2 separate regions of the Mus musculus genome follow, and region 1 is linked to region 2. A link is a contact called in public HiChIP or PLAC-seq data. All regions are on one chromosome and are shown on one strand. Each heading gives the region's core, a stretch centred on a gene start, on an enhancer-like site or on the middle of the called end of the contact. The rest is flanking DNA. Distances are from core to core; before and after follow the strand shown. Region 1 holds the start of Tssk3 (testis-specific serine kinase 3). Region 2 overlaps C330020E22Rik (RIKEN cDNA C330020E22 gene).

Region 1 (7,045 bases), core at 2,281-4,780, 96 kb before region 2:
AGTGACACACTTCCTCTGAGAAAGGTCACACATGCTCCAACAAGGTCATACCTCCTAAGAGCACCACTCCCTGGGACAAACATATCCAAACCACCACATCAATAGATATAAAATAAAAATAAACCAGTCTTATCTTTTTTAAAGATATTTTATTTATACGAGTACACTTTAGCTGTTTTCAGATATACCAGAATAGGGCATCAGATCCCATTACCAATGGTTGTGAGCCACCATGTGGTCACTGGGAATTGAATTTAGGACTTCTGGAATAGCAGTCAGTGCTCTTAACCACCAAACCATCTCTCTAGCCTATAAACTAGTCTTATTTATTTATTTATTTATTTATTACTTATTTTTTTAAGGACTTATTTATTTACTATATGTAAGCTGTCTTCAGACACTCCAGAAGTGGGCATCAGATCTCATTACAGATGGTTGTGAGCCACCATGTGGTTGCTGGGATTTGAACTCAGGATCTTTGGAAGAGCAGTCAGTGCTCTTAACTGCTGAGCCATCTCTCCAGCCCTAAATCAGTCTTTTAAAAAACACTTTTAAAAGGCTCAGGTTGGTAGGCAATTTACTTAGCAGGTACAAATTCATGGGCTGGATCTCCAGCACTGGATAAAACCAGGCAAGGCATCACAGCCTATGCTCACTCAGTCTTAGCTACCTAGTGAGTTTGAAGTCAGATTGGGCTATATGAGATCCTGTATGGTTTTGTTTGTTTAATTAAAAAAAAATAAACCAGCTAACCAATCAACCAAAAATTGCCTTTTTCAGATCACCATGGGTTCTGAAGTATCCTAAAAAGGGGCTTGAATGCCACTTCATATGGCTCAGTGGCGAGGTCAGTGTTTTAGTGTTTATTTTAGATCTCAAAGGAGATTGAACTAGACCTTTGGGTTACATAGCTTCATAGTTAAACAGAATAATAATAATTTTAGAGACCACAGCATACTCTAAGGCACACACCAGTGGTTTTCTTGGGAGGCTGAGTCACGGAGATCAAAGTTAGAGGCCAGCCTGTGCTACAAAAGATTCTCTTGCAGATAACTGCCATCCTTATAACTATAGAATAACAATAGCAAAATTGGAATGTGTTCTAAGTAGGCTCCCTTCTTGGGGTCCCTCCTGTCAAGGCTTCTGCTTGAGAGGGCCCCTCAAGGCATTTAGTTTAAGAAAGTGGAGCAGTTTTATGTCCCAGCATTACCTGTTATCAAGGGGGACCTCGGGCATGTCCTTTAATTCCTCACTTATGAAATATGCAATTAAGAAACTTAGGGGTACAGGCATGGTGGTGCATGCCTTTAATCTGAGCACTCGGGAAGTAGAGGAAGGTAAATCTCAGGTTCATAGCCAGCCTTGTCTACAAAGTGAGTTCCAGGCCAGATCAGAAAAGAAAAAGACTGGGGGTGGGGGTGGGGTGTGGAGAGATGGCTTAGTGCGTAAGAGCAGTTGTTGTCCTTACAAAGGACTCAGGTGTGATTTCCAGCAACCACACAGTGGTTCAAACCCATCCTTAACTTAGTTCCAGGGAACTCAACAGGCACACGCTGGTGCAGCCACACACATCCAGGCAAAACACTCATGTCCATAAAGTAAAATAAAAAAAAAATATTTGGGACATATTTTTCAAATCACTTGAGTCTCAGCAACTCTGCTGGTCTTAGGAGAAACAAAAGGTCCAAACAGATGGGGTCAGATGGCCTGACCCCTGCAGCAGGCCAAAGAACAGCAGGGAGTCAAATCTAATTCTAGCTTGGGAGAGTTACATGGTGTTGCAGTGGTCAGTCTTTTATTTATTTATTTATTTATTTATTTAATTTATTTATTATATGTAAGTACACTGTAGCTGTCTTCTGACACACCAGAAGAGAGCATCAGATCTCATTACGGATGGTTGTGAGCCACCATGTGGTTGCTAGGATTTGAACTCCGGACCTTTGGAAGAGCAGTCGGGTACTCTTACCCACTGAGCCATCTCACCAGCCCATCAGTCTTTTATTTATTTATTTATTTATTTTCTACATCGGCTGCTCATCTTTCCCTTTCTTGCTTCTGTCCCAAGCTGCTCTAAGCTGCCAGTGTCCCGCAGAGAATGAAGATTTCATTGGCAAAGCCAAGACAAGGAAGAGGAGACTGACAGCTGGGTGAAGGGAAAGTAACCACCAAGAAAAAAACGCCTGGAAGAGGGTGACGACCCCCTAAGTGGGAGGTGGGCAGGGAAGTGGAGGCGGGTGGAAGTCTGGTCTAAGAGTGGAGGTAGCCCAAGAGTGATACTGGCTGGGTCCGAGAAGTCGGTGGGCCCGATCCGACGGATACACATACACGGCCAGCCCGGAATGGAAAGAACAGTTTATGCTGTGCTTTATTAAAATGTGCATCATTCTTTTATTTTAAAATGTGCATCATTGTCTCGTGCTCGGCGCGTGCGACCTCAGCGTGGTGGCCCGCGGCTGGCCTCGTCCGTCCCGGCTCCTGCAGAGCTGCCGTGCGCAGGCGCACTCAGGTAGCACGGGCCCGGGGGCTCCCGCCCATGGCCAGGTAGACGTCGATGGGCACGTGCAGCAGCGTCAGACAGTGGCAGCCCGGGCAGCGTCGGAGCGGCCTGGCGAAAGCGGCAGGCGACAGGGGGCGCAAAGTGTTGGGGCGCGCCAGGGGATGCGCCTGGGATCTTTGGGGGTAGGGCCCTGGGGATGGCGATGGGGCAGGGCCGAGGGGTGGGACGACGGACTCACCTGACAGGGTTTTGATCCGTAGCTACAGGCTCCGGGCTATCCTGGGACTCGGGGGCGGAGGCAAGGCCAGGGGAGTCTCCGGCCTCAATGGGGAATCTTCGACCCTGTGGGGTCTCCTGGGCACTCATGTCCAGGCCCCGGGGCACTCTGTATAGGAGTGGCGGTCAGGCAGCTCCGGGCCCCTAGATGCTCCCTGCCCGTGCCCGTCTCCTGTGTCGTGGCTTACCTGCCAGAGGCCGAGGCCGGTCCCAGGCTGGAAGCAACTGCCCGAGCCCTGGCCACGGGAGGACGCTCCGGTCCAGGCGGAGCCTGGCAGGTGTCTGCTGCGCGCCCGGGCCCCAGCGTCGAAGGGGAGGACTGCATTGTGACCCCGATCTCTGCGTGCTGACCTCACACAGCCTGTTCCTCGCTGGAATTCTTAGGCAGTCCCAGAGCGTTCCGGCATTTAGTGAGGGCCCGGGCCTGAGGCCAGAGGGCTCTGGAGATCGCACCTTGGTGACCAGTTTGCACTCTTTCCCAACAGCTGGATGGGGACTTCGGAGGTGAGGGCGACCTGCCTGGAAGCGGAGCCCACATGGAGAAGGCCCGCCTCCCTGACCTACGCGGCCACCCAGGCCCGTTCCCCAGCATCGCTACCACTCTGCGCCTTGCTCAAGACTGACTTAACCCATGCTGGATTTGCTGGTGGTGGCGAGGGAAAGTAGGGACACTGCCCATGTTGTCTGAGGGTCACACAGCATTTACATCACAATTGGGCAGGAGTTTAAAAATGTCTGGTCCTCTCCCTCCCCACCACCTGTGGCTGTGTCCAGACGGAGAATGTTCTAGCCCTGGAGGCAGCTGTGAATGAAGTCCTTGGGGGGAAAAGAAGCAGGCCGAGGGCGATGGTGGAGTAGAGCTGCCTCGCAGAGGCAGCATGAGCTGAGAGGGTGACAAGAAGGAGGCGCTACACAGCATGGAGGACTTTCTACTCTCCAATGGGTATCAGCTGGGCAAGACCATTGGGGAAGGGACCTACTCAAAAGTCAAAGAAGCATTTTCCAAAAAACATCAAAGAAAAGTGGCAATTAAAATTATAGACAAGATGGGAGGGCCAGAAGGTGAGCTGGGGTCCTTGGGAGGAAGGGTGGGCTAGCCAACACGGGTAGGCCCTTTCCTCAGAGCATCTCTTCCTCCCTTTGAGTCAGGATGGCAGAAAGCAAGTCAGATTCCTGCCCTAAATAGAAGGATGTAGGGAAACCAGGATCCTCACACCTTTCCAGAGCCACAATCGTAGCACAAGAAAAAGAAAGGGTCCTAAACCGGGCGTGGTGGCATGCGCCTTTAATCCCAGCACTCAGGAGAGGCAGAGGCAGGTGGATTTCTGAGTTCGAGGCCAGCCTGGTCTACAAAGTGAGTTCCAGGACAGCCAGGGCTATCCAGAGAAACCCTGTCTCAGAAAACAAAATAAAAAACAAAACAAAACAAAACAAAAGGTCCTCAGTTTTTCCTGTCCCAAGAGGCGTTGGCCAGAAGACAGCAGGAACTGGTACCCTGCAGGTGGAAGAGGGACAGGACAATAGATCCCTGGAAAGAATAGTGAGATGCAATAGCTTTGAACTTCCCAAATCCCTCATCTGTGGTCTCACAGGCTGCTGGGAGGAGGTTCCAAGGATGAGCTAATCATGAAAGGAAGGCAATACTTGCTGCTAGAGACACCCGAGACTGGTCAGGGAGTCAAGAAAGAACACCTAGACATGGTAGGTGTCTGGAAGCTGGAAAGCAGGAGCCAAGAGGGAGGAACCAGGACGTTTTGATCTTGATTTTTGTCTCCCCACTTTTTCCCTCAGAGTTTATCCAGAGATTCCTGCCTCGTGAGCTCCAGATTGTCCGTACCCTGGACCACAAAAACATCATCCAGGTGTATGAGATGCTGGAGTCAGCAGATGGAAAAATCTACCTGGTGATGGAACTGGCTGAGGGAGGGGATGTCTTTGACTGTGTGCTGAACGGAGGGCCACTTCCCGAGAGCCGGGCCAAGGCCCTCTTCCGCCAGATGGTTGAGGCTATTCGCTATTGCCATGGCTGTGGCGTGGCCCACCGGGACCTTAAGTGTGAGAACGCCTTGTTGCAGGGCTTCAACCTGAAGCTGACCGACTTTGGCTTTGCCAAGGTGCTACCCAAGTCACGCAGGGAGCTGAGCCAGACCTTCTGTGGCAGCACAGCCTATGCCGCCCCTGAGGTGCTACAGGGCATACCCCATGATAGCAAGAAAGGTGATGTCTGGAGCATGGGTGTGGTCCTGTATGTAATGCTCTGTGCAAGTCTACCTTTTGATGACACAGATATCCCCAAGATGCTGTGGCAGCAGCAGAAGGGGGTGTCCTTCCCCACTCATTTGGGCATCTCAACCGAATGCCAGGACCTGCTCAAGCGGCTCCTGGAACCAGACATGATACTCCGGCCTTCAATCGAAGAAGTTAGTTGGCACCCATGGCTAGCAAGCACTTGATAAAAGCAATGGCAAGTCCTCCCCAATAAAGTAGGGGGAGAAAGCAAACTGAAAAAACCCGCTTCTAAAATGGTGATCTATATTTTACACTTAAGTCCACTTCTCCCATGGCTGACTTCCACCTCCTCATTGCGGCTCCACAGGCCTCTCACCTTCCCTGTAAAGACCTTCCTGGAACTAAGGGCCTTATTTAGATTTTTCTTTTATTAATGGCGCTCAAATGATTTTCATATAGGTGATTAATTAGCACTCATTACGTTAGGCCCTAGCAGCATCAGCAGGCCGGGAGAAGTGAGGAGAGAAAGGTGAGCCCGTGGAACCACTCAGGTGCTACAACTCGCTTTCCAGATAAAAGCCAACGCACCTGGAATGCAGGCCTGACCTCCTGACTCCTTGGCTTGGTGAGAAGCTGCTTGGGCCCAAACCTTTCTCAAACCAGAGGCCAAGCTGAGTCAGGAAGAGACGGGGCATCCTTAGCACCCAGGCTGGATCCCACCTATGAGGCCAAAAGTATGCTTGCAGCTGTGGGAGCCTCTGCCGAGGGGGACAGAAACATCCCCGGACACTTCCGCTTCTGTTCAATCACTTTAATGCTGTTATGGCAAATCTGTAAAAGGTTCAGGACAAACTTTTTATTTTTGTTCCTTTTTAATTACAAAACTAACAGCTGTTAGAATTTTTTCTTTACTTTTTTTTTCTTTTCCCAGCTACAAAATACTCTGGGGAGATGCATTATAATTTAAAATATATAATATTGCACAAACAACCAAAAAGTTAATTAAAATAATTACAAAGAGAAAAACCCATCCCATCAAAAAAAAAAATTAGCATTTTGTCCACCCTACCCCCTTCACTGAAGGTTTGCAGTGCCTACAATTCACAGCAACCCTGACCAAGCCCCTTTAAATGAGTCACTGGTGGATGCCCCAGCACACAGCATCACCAGGGCAGCATCCGCGCAGCACCAGATCTTCATGCGGCCCTCATTGTCTCAGGGTAAGAGCCCCAGGCTGACTGTCTTCAGGAAGGAGGGCCTCTGCAGGAGACAGGAGTCTCAGGATGCTTGCCCCAGCACACCCCTTCAAGAACAGAGGGCTGAGGAGAAGCTGGCCTGGTGATGGACTGTGAGTACTCATCTCTGCTCATTACTTCATGTAGCTCAGAGCTGGCTTGTGTCCTAAGCTATGGGAGTCAAGGTAGGTAGCTGCTTGGAGCAGTTATCCTACCAGGCAACACACCGGAGGGCCTGAAAGTGGCTCCCTCCCTTCTCGGGGAGGGAAAGAAATACAAGAGCAGACTCTTGCAGTGGCACAGATGGGCTAAGGACTTGGGTGCATCTGACATAAAAGCCCTGGGAAGGTGTAGGGATATCCCGGCGTGGGTTAGAGGTGAGTCAAGGTGTGGTCTTAAGATTCTGAAGCCCGTAGGACCTTCCCAAGAACAGGAAATGGTTGGGATGGAGATTCCAGAGAGGCACATTTCCCAGAGATGAGTGTCTCTTTCTCATTGGGTCAGAGATGAGTGCCTCTTTCTCATTGGGTCAGGAACGAAAATGCTGTTCACTGTTCCTGTGTAGTCAAGGGCAGGTGGCATGGCCTTTCTTGCTGGCTTACTAGCTTATGGGGTAGTACGTGTCGTCTTCAATGAGACCAGTGCTTCGGCTCTTGTCTCTGCAGGAGACAGCTACCCCTCGAGGTCTCCCAGTAGGAATCCCTACAATAGCAGGGAAATGCAGGCTCTCCGGTGATGGGGTACGGGGTCCTCCCCTTAGGTCATCCTAAGGTTGGCACAAATCAGACTTCTGGATCTGTATTTG
Region 2 (6,324 bases), core at 2,239-4,738:
ATTCACCTGCACACCTGCATGCACATATACACACATAAATACACATGCATTTTAAATGTTAAATAATGAAATACCAATAGTCTAATGATATGTATTTAACATATTCAAAATACTATCATTTGAGCATGTATCAAAAGTTTAAAAATGAGTAAGAAGATATTTCAGGTTCCTTTCTTTTAAAAAATTGCTTATTTTTATTATATATGTGAGTGTATGCCTCTATGTCTGTGTGCTATGTATGTGTACTCCTGCTGAGACCAGAAGAGGGCATGGAATACCCAGAAAATGGAGTTATAGATGATTGAGCCACCACGTGGGTGTAGGGAACTGATCTCAAGTCCTCTGGAAGAGTGACCAGTGCTCTTAACTGCTGAGCCATTTCTCTAGGCCCTGGATTTTGTTGTTGTTGTTGTTGTCTTAGGAATTCAATGTTTATTTATACATTCATGGCATCCCCAGTTGCAGTCACATTGCCTGTGCTGCCGAGGTTGTCTCATGGAGAGAGAGGATAGAGCTGGATTCTGGTCTGAAGGAAAAATCAGGCCAAAAGTCTCCAGCCCCAAGAAACCATCATCAAATAAATATGAAAAGAATCTTTCTGCTGAGTAGAATATACTCCCTAATGTGATCACACTTTAAGGTCAGTAAAGAGTTATACAAACATGCATTCTCTGGCACCACCTTCAAAGGTGGCCGCACCCTCTCTCCTGGCTCTCTGAGAGCTCCCTTGAAAGACTTTTCAAGTTTCTCTTGCTCTGGCCTTTCCCCACTTCCTTATCGCCTCTGCTCACTTGTCCTCTGCTGAAAGTTTACATCTCCTTGTTTGTTTGTTTGTTTGTTTGTTTTGTACTTCTCTTCAGTCCCAAGAGAGTCTTCTCATGGCACCGCATGTTCTACATTGAAACCAGCACCACAAAAGATGAGATGGTCTTTTTCTTCGTTTGTTTTTCGAGACAGGGTTTCTCTGTAAAGCCCTGGCTGTCCTGGAACTCACTCTGTAGACCAGGCTGGCCTCGAACTCAGAAATCCACCTGCCTCTGCCTCCCAAGTGCTGGGATTAAAGGCGTGCACCCCCCCATCCCCACCCCCGGCTGAGATGGTCTTTGTTGTTGGTTTTTTTGGGTTTTTTCGAGACAGGGTTTCTCTGTGTAGCCCTGGCTGTCCTGGAACTCACTCTGTAAACCAGGCTGGCCTCGAACTCAGAAATCCACCTGTCTCTACCGAGATGGTCTTTTAATTGTCGTAAAATGTTCATGTGTGGCATTTTGGGGCGTTCCCCGAAATTACCTCCACTCTTGTTTCCCTCTCCCCCAAAGTGGATCAGAAACCAGCCCTGAAAAGTACATCAAGAAGCAGGAACCATCGTCCTTCGTTCCATAGCTGGCTGAGCGGATGCACAGTGAACACATGGTCGTCTGCTTGGCTAGGAAAGTCAACGCAGAATTGCAGCGACCAGGTTGGATCGCGTCAAAAAAGGAGTCCCGCTGACAGACCGCAGTGCACTCTATAGGATCTGCTTCAAATAAACCTAAGTCCTGGGTTTCAAACAGTTTGGGACTCTCCACTTCAGTTACCCAGGAAAATATTTGCGATATTTCAGCTGTCTTCCTTAGCTTATTTTCTCGTTTCCAAATGCTCGAGTCTTTCACCGGCCCCGGCTGGGTGAAACCCTGGGTGAATCCCTTGGTCCCCGGCTACAGGCTGGTGATGTGATGACTTAGGTTATTAGCTGCCTGGGACAAGAAGGTGGTCCCCACTTCTGAGCTGTGCCCCCATTCACACAAGCGCCAGGGTCGCTGTAGGCCGGGCGAGGGCTCCCCTGAAGACAGCTTCCTGTCTTCTGCCGGCTTCCTCCTCTGCCCCTTTCTCCCTAACCAAACCCCGTACACACTGGCAGGATCATGTCTTACCCACTGTGTAGTAAGCCCCCAACACTGGCCTTCCTACTGGTGTTTACTGGGCACTTCTGGGGTTTTATCTGGTTTGTATCTGGAGGCAGGAGTCAAGGGGAAGACAGACCACAGGAGTCAATGCTCTCCGTCCACCATCTGGGGCTCTAGGACCACACTCAGGTCTTCAGAATTAGTATTAGGTGTCCATACCCACTGAGCTGCCTTGCTGGCTCCAATTTTGTTGTTTGGTTTTTTTTTTGTTTTGTTTGTTTTTTTGAGATAGGGTCTCACTGTGCTGGCCTGGAGCTTGCTATATAGATGAGGCTGGCCTCAAACTACAGTAACCTGCCTACCTCTGCCAGTGCTGAGATTAAAGCCTCTTAGTTTTTGATGACTGAGTTCTTGAAGGCCATGCTGGCCTTGAACTTGATATGTAACTAAGGACGAGCTTGAAATATACATGCATGTAGTATGTATGTATGTATGTATGTATGTATGTATGTATTTCTTCCACCATTGAGGTCTGGGATTACAACAAAACCCACATTTCAATCCCCAGGACCTAACTAGTGAGGAAGGAAAGAACTGACCCCACAAATTGCAAATTGTCCTCTGATCTCTGTGTGTGCACTGCACACACACACACACACACACACACACACACACACACACACAGTTTGAATATAATAATTTTTAAATGGTTTAAGTGAGGTCTGGAGAGATGGCTCAGTGGTTCTGAGAGCTTGCAGTACCAGCAAAAGGACCAGAGTTTAGTTTTCAGAGACCTTGTGAAAACAGGTCTGTAAAGCACCTATGTACACAATGAGGATTTCTGAGGCTAGCTAGGAGAGAGGGGGTGGGGAAAGAGAGAAAGAGAGAGAGAGAGAGAGAGAGAGAAGCGTACTCCTGGTCAGCGATAGATGATGTGTCAGAGAAAACAAGCAGAGGTGATAGAGGAACCCCAATACCCTAGAGCACTGACCCCATCTCCCAACGCCCACAACACATCTATCTACATACACCACACACATCACCACCTGCATCACCATAAGCCTGCTGACAGGAAACGGCTGTACATTCTATGTTATGAAGTTTATAGCACGGTGGGAGTCGAGTAAAGCCCAGGTTACCAGCAGGTGACTGAAATCACCACCAAGGCTGAGCCAAGTCCGGCTCCGGGGAAAGTTGAAGGGAGGGGAGGGAGGGAGGGTTTCCCTCTGCCAGCCTCTCCTCCAGGACTTACAAGGCCAAGGAATCACACAGCTCGGGGTATGCAAGCACACACTTACAGCCAGTGGGAGGGACCCACAGTGAGCTGCGGTGCATGCAAGCCCTTCCCTGTGGCTATTCACATGCTCCGTTAACTCATCTCCAGTGAGCTAACTGGCACTCTGAAAACCTTCCCATACAACAGAGGCCCGCACTTTTTCTTTTCCATAAAGGGCCAGGTAATAAATGCCCAGGGGGCTGGGTGTACCCTGTGTTGTAACCCACTCAGCCCTGACATAATTGCACAGAAGTCACATAGGTAACATACAATAGAGCAGCTATGGTTGATGTCTTAGTTCATCTTCATTGCCGTCTTGATCTTTGGGTGTGTCTAGGAGGGTGTCGCCATCCCACAGACCGGTCCTGGCCTGAGTCAGGAAGACAATGGCAGAGCTGAGCACTGGATTCCTCTTTCTCTGCTTCCGGATGCAGCCACAGTCTCACCAGCTGCTTCAGTGCCTCCTGCTGCCCTGCCTGCCCACCAGGGTGAACTGCATCTCTTCCAACTGTGAGGCAAAGTAGACCCTTCTTCCCCCAGTTAGTGTTGTTGGTCAGGCACTGGGTCAGAGAGAGAAAAAAGCCACTGACAGAGCTGTGTTCCCATAGGTTGGTTTTTCAAAGCAAAATCTGAATCCATAGATACCTTTCAGTTGCCACAGAAATATTCTTCTGTTGGTTGCTTTCAACCTACAAAAGATGTAAAAAGAGAACAATGTTAGAGAGACTGGGTTGAGCCATGGTCTGTAATTTGCCAACCCTTGGCTTACAATAACCAACACTGGCATAAATTTCCTGTTGGCTCTTTCTCTTCTCTCCTCTCCTCTCCTCTCCTCTCCTCTCCTCTCCTCTCCTCTCCTCTCCCTCTTCTCTTTCCTCTCCTTTCCTCTCCTCTTCTCTTCTTTGTTTTTAGTATTTAGTTAGTTAGTTTTTGTTTCTTTGAGACAGGGTTTCTCTGTGTAGCCCTGGCTGGCCTGGAACTCACTTTGTAGACCAGGCTGGTCTCAAACTCAGAAATCCACCTGCCTCTGCCTCTCAAGTGCTGGGATGAAAAGTATGTGCCACCTCCCCAGCAATCTTTTGGGTTTTTTTTTTGTTTTGTTTTGTTTTGTTTTTTCATTTACTTACTTACGTGTGTGTGTGTGTGTGTGTGTGTGTGTGTCTGTCTGTCTGTCTGTCTGTCTGTCTGTCTGTGTACCCAAGGAGGTTAGAGAGATGTCAGCTCCCTGAAGCTAGAGTATTGAGCAGTTGTAAGCTACCGGATTTGGGTGCTGGGAATTGAATTAGGGTTTTCTGCAGGAGCAATAATGTGCTCGTAATTGCTGAGCCATTCTTCAACCCTTGCTTGAAGCCTGGGTTTACATTCAGTGCTAGATCCTTCTGTCTCATCCTCTGGGGTGCTGGCATCACACACCTGAGCCACCATAACTTCTCACAGGCGATTCTTACTCTGTTATACGCTTGTGATTTCAGGTCAGATTCTGTGTCTCTCTTGACCCAGGCTGTGCTGTGGAAGTCACCTCCACCTGGGTCATCTCCCTATTACATCTTGTAGAATGTTTTTGTTTCCCATAGGGCATCCCACCGTCCTCCAAACACTGGCATGAATGGAGATAAATCTGGATCAAAATCCTGGTAAAGAAGCAAAATCATAGTTCAGGGCACGTGGGATGGCGATACCAGGTGGGCATAAGAACTGATTGAGTGGAGTGTACTCAAACTCTGGAAATCCGAGAGATCCGAGACAGTAGGCGTGGAGCTGCCCTCTCCCAGCCTCCATCACCTGCTCTAGAACTCATAACCACGACCACCAACTGAGAGGACCACATTACACTTGTATAATGTATAGTGACTACCTTGCATAGCACTTGGAGTTCTCCACGCTGATGGGGTGTCCAGATAGCCTTAGCCTTCAGCCAATCCCCTCCTGAATAGTCTCATGCTCTTCCCCCTAAAAGTATACAATCCCTGGCTCACATCCACCCCCAGTAAAGCAATATTAGCCAGCAAGGATCATGTCAGAGAGCTGCTTCATTAAAGATTGCCACAGGGAAGGCCTTTGCTTAAACAAGCTGCGACCTACGACTTCCAAAGAAGGCCTTTCTCTTCTGCCCCTCTGGGTCTTGGCACTCGCTCCCAATGGACCAGATCCTGTTTGTCTTGGGCTCTGCTTTCCCTCTCTTGCCTGGCATACAGATGCCCTGAGGGGAGATGTGGACCTCAGACCCCTGTCCCTGATCTCCTCTCTGAGCTGGTAAATTGGCAGTATCCAGACACTGCCAGCAAAGAGAGGCAGAACCTGGGACCTGCGATGAGCCCGGGTACCACATAATAGCAGTAATTAGGTTTAGGGTAACTGTTGTGAGCTGCTAACACTGCTTAGTAGGAGGAGGGTGAAGTTTGCTCCACCCACTTGTCCTTCCTGCCCCTCCCCCCACCTGCAGATGATCTGGAAGGGAATGGAGGGGGTGCTCCAGTGTAGAGAGGCAGATGGTTAACTAAAAGGAGGGATTCCACGGTGAGGCTTTCATGGTGTTATGATCCGCAATGGAAGGGGACTTTCCAGAATGTAGACTTTTTGGAATCACTGTAAGTAACCCCTCACCCATGGTCCCATTAATAATCCCAATAAACTCCTTTTTGAACCACATTGTACTTCAGTGGACTTGTTTCTTTGGTCTGTTGGTAGCCTATCAGGAACTGACTTGTTAACATCTGGGGGTGGGGGTGGGGGGCAAATCACATTATAGCAGAGAGGAAAGGCAAGAGGGATGATGGGACTCTCCATGGTGCATCTTCATTCTTCTGCTCAGGACAAGCATGCTGTCATTGCTTATGACGTCACTGGATCCAGTATCATACACCAAGCCTGAAGAGTGGACAGGGAACATATTTCATCCACAAGCAGGCCTTAAAAGATACATGGCAGGGTCGGGCATGGTGGTGCACATCTTTAATCCCAGCACTTGGGAGGCAGAGGCAGGCAGATTTCTGAGTTCGAGGCCAGCCTGGTCTACAGAGTGAATTCCAGGACAGCCAAGGCTACACAGAGAAACCCTGTCTCAAAAAACCAAAACCAAACAAACAAACAAACAAAAAGACACATAGCAAGCTGTGGGCATGCTGTTAATCTCAGCACTTTGGAGGCAGAGGCGAGTGGATCTCT

Evidence for each region. HiChIP or PLAC-seq counts read pairs in DNA pulled down with a chosen protein or histone mark.
Region 1: an H3K27ac HiChIP or PLAC-seq map of embryonic stem cells shows a contact between it and region 2, with 5 read pairs. The contact joins the promoter of Tssk3 here to the enhancer-like site in region 2. A contact is called at or near these places in 6 of 39 promoter capture datasets (the 3T3-L1 cell line, cranial neural crest, fetal liver and 2 more), 1 of 15 datasets of contacts at CTCF or cohesin (the NIH/3T3 cell line), 2 of 115 datasets of contacts at active chromatin or transcription factors (both in embryonic stem cells) and 2 of 9 other capture datasets (adipose tissue and liver).

Annotation. Positions count from the first base shown.
Region 1 is chr4:129,487,255-129,494,299 of GRCm38.p6, reverse strand. It overlaps Tssk3 (testis-specific serine kinase 3), which reads left to right and starts at 3,530. Exons shown (of 2, transcript NM_080442.2): 1 at 3,530-3,838; 2 at 4,568-5,292. The coding sequence starts at 3,694. The coding sequence ends at 5,229. It overlaps Fam229a (family with sequence similarity 229, member A), which reads right to left and starts at 3,110. Exons shown (of 3, transcript NM_001085491.2): 1 at 2,965-3,110; 2 at 2,739-2,885; 3 at 2,344-2,608. The coding sequence starts at 3,101. The coding sequence ends at 2,506. It overlaps Bsdc1 (BSD domain containing 1), which reads right to left. Exons shown (of 11, transcript NM_133889.2): 11 at 5,865-7,045.
Region 2 is chr4:129,391,510-129,397,833 of GRCm38.p6, reverse strand. It overlaps C330020E22Rik (RIKEN cDNA C330020E22 gene), which reads right to left. Exons shown (of 3, transcript NR_151530.1): 2 at 3,805-3,848; 3 at 1-3,719. Among named protein-coding and RNA genes, the nearest start is that of C330020E22Rik, 12 kb to the right of the region's middle. Within about 2 kb of position 3,488, at least 12 of the 459 cell types and tissues checked have an H3K27ac peak or open chromatin away from gene starts, as enhancers often do. A contact at or near this core is called in embryonic stem cells, where this site is marked.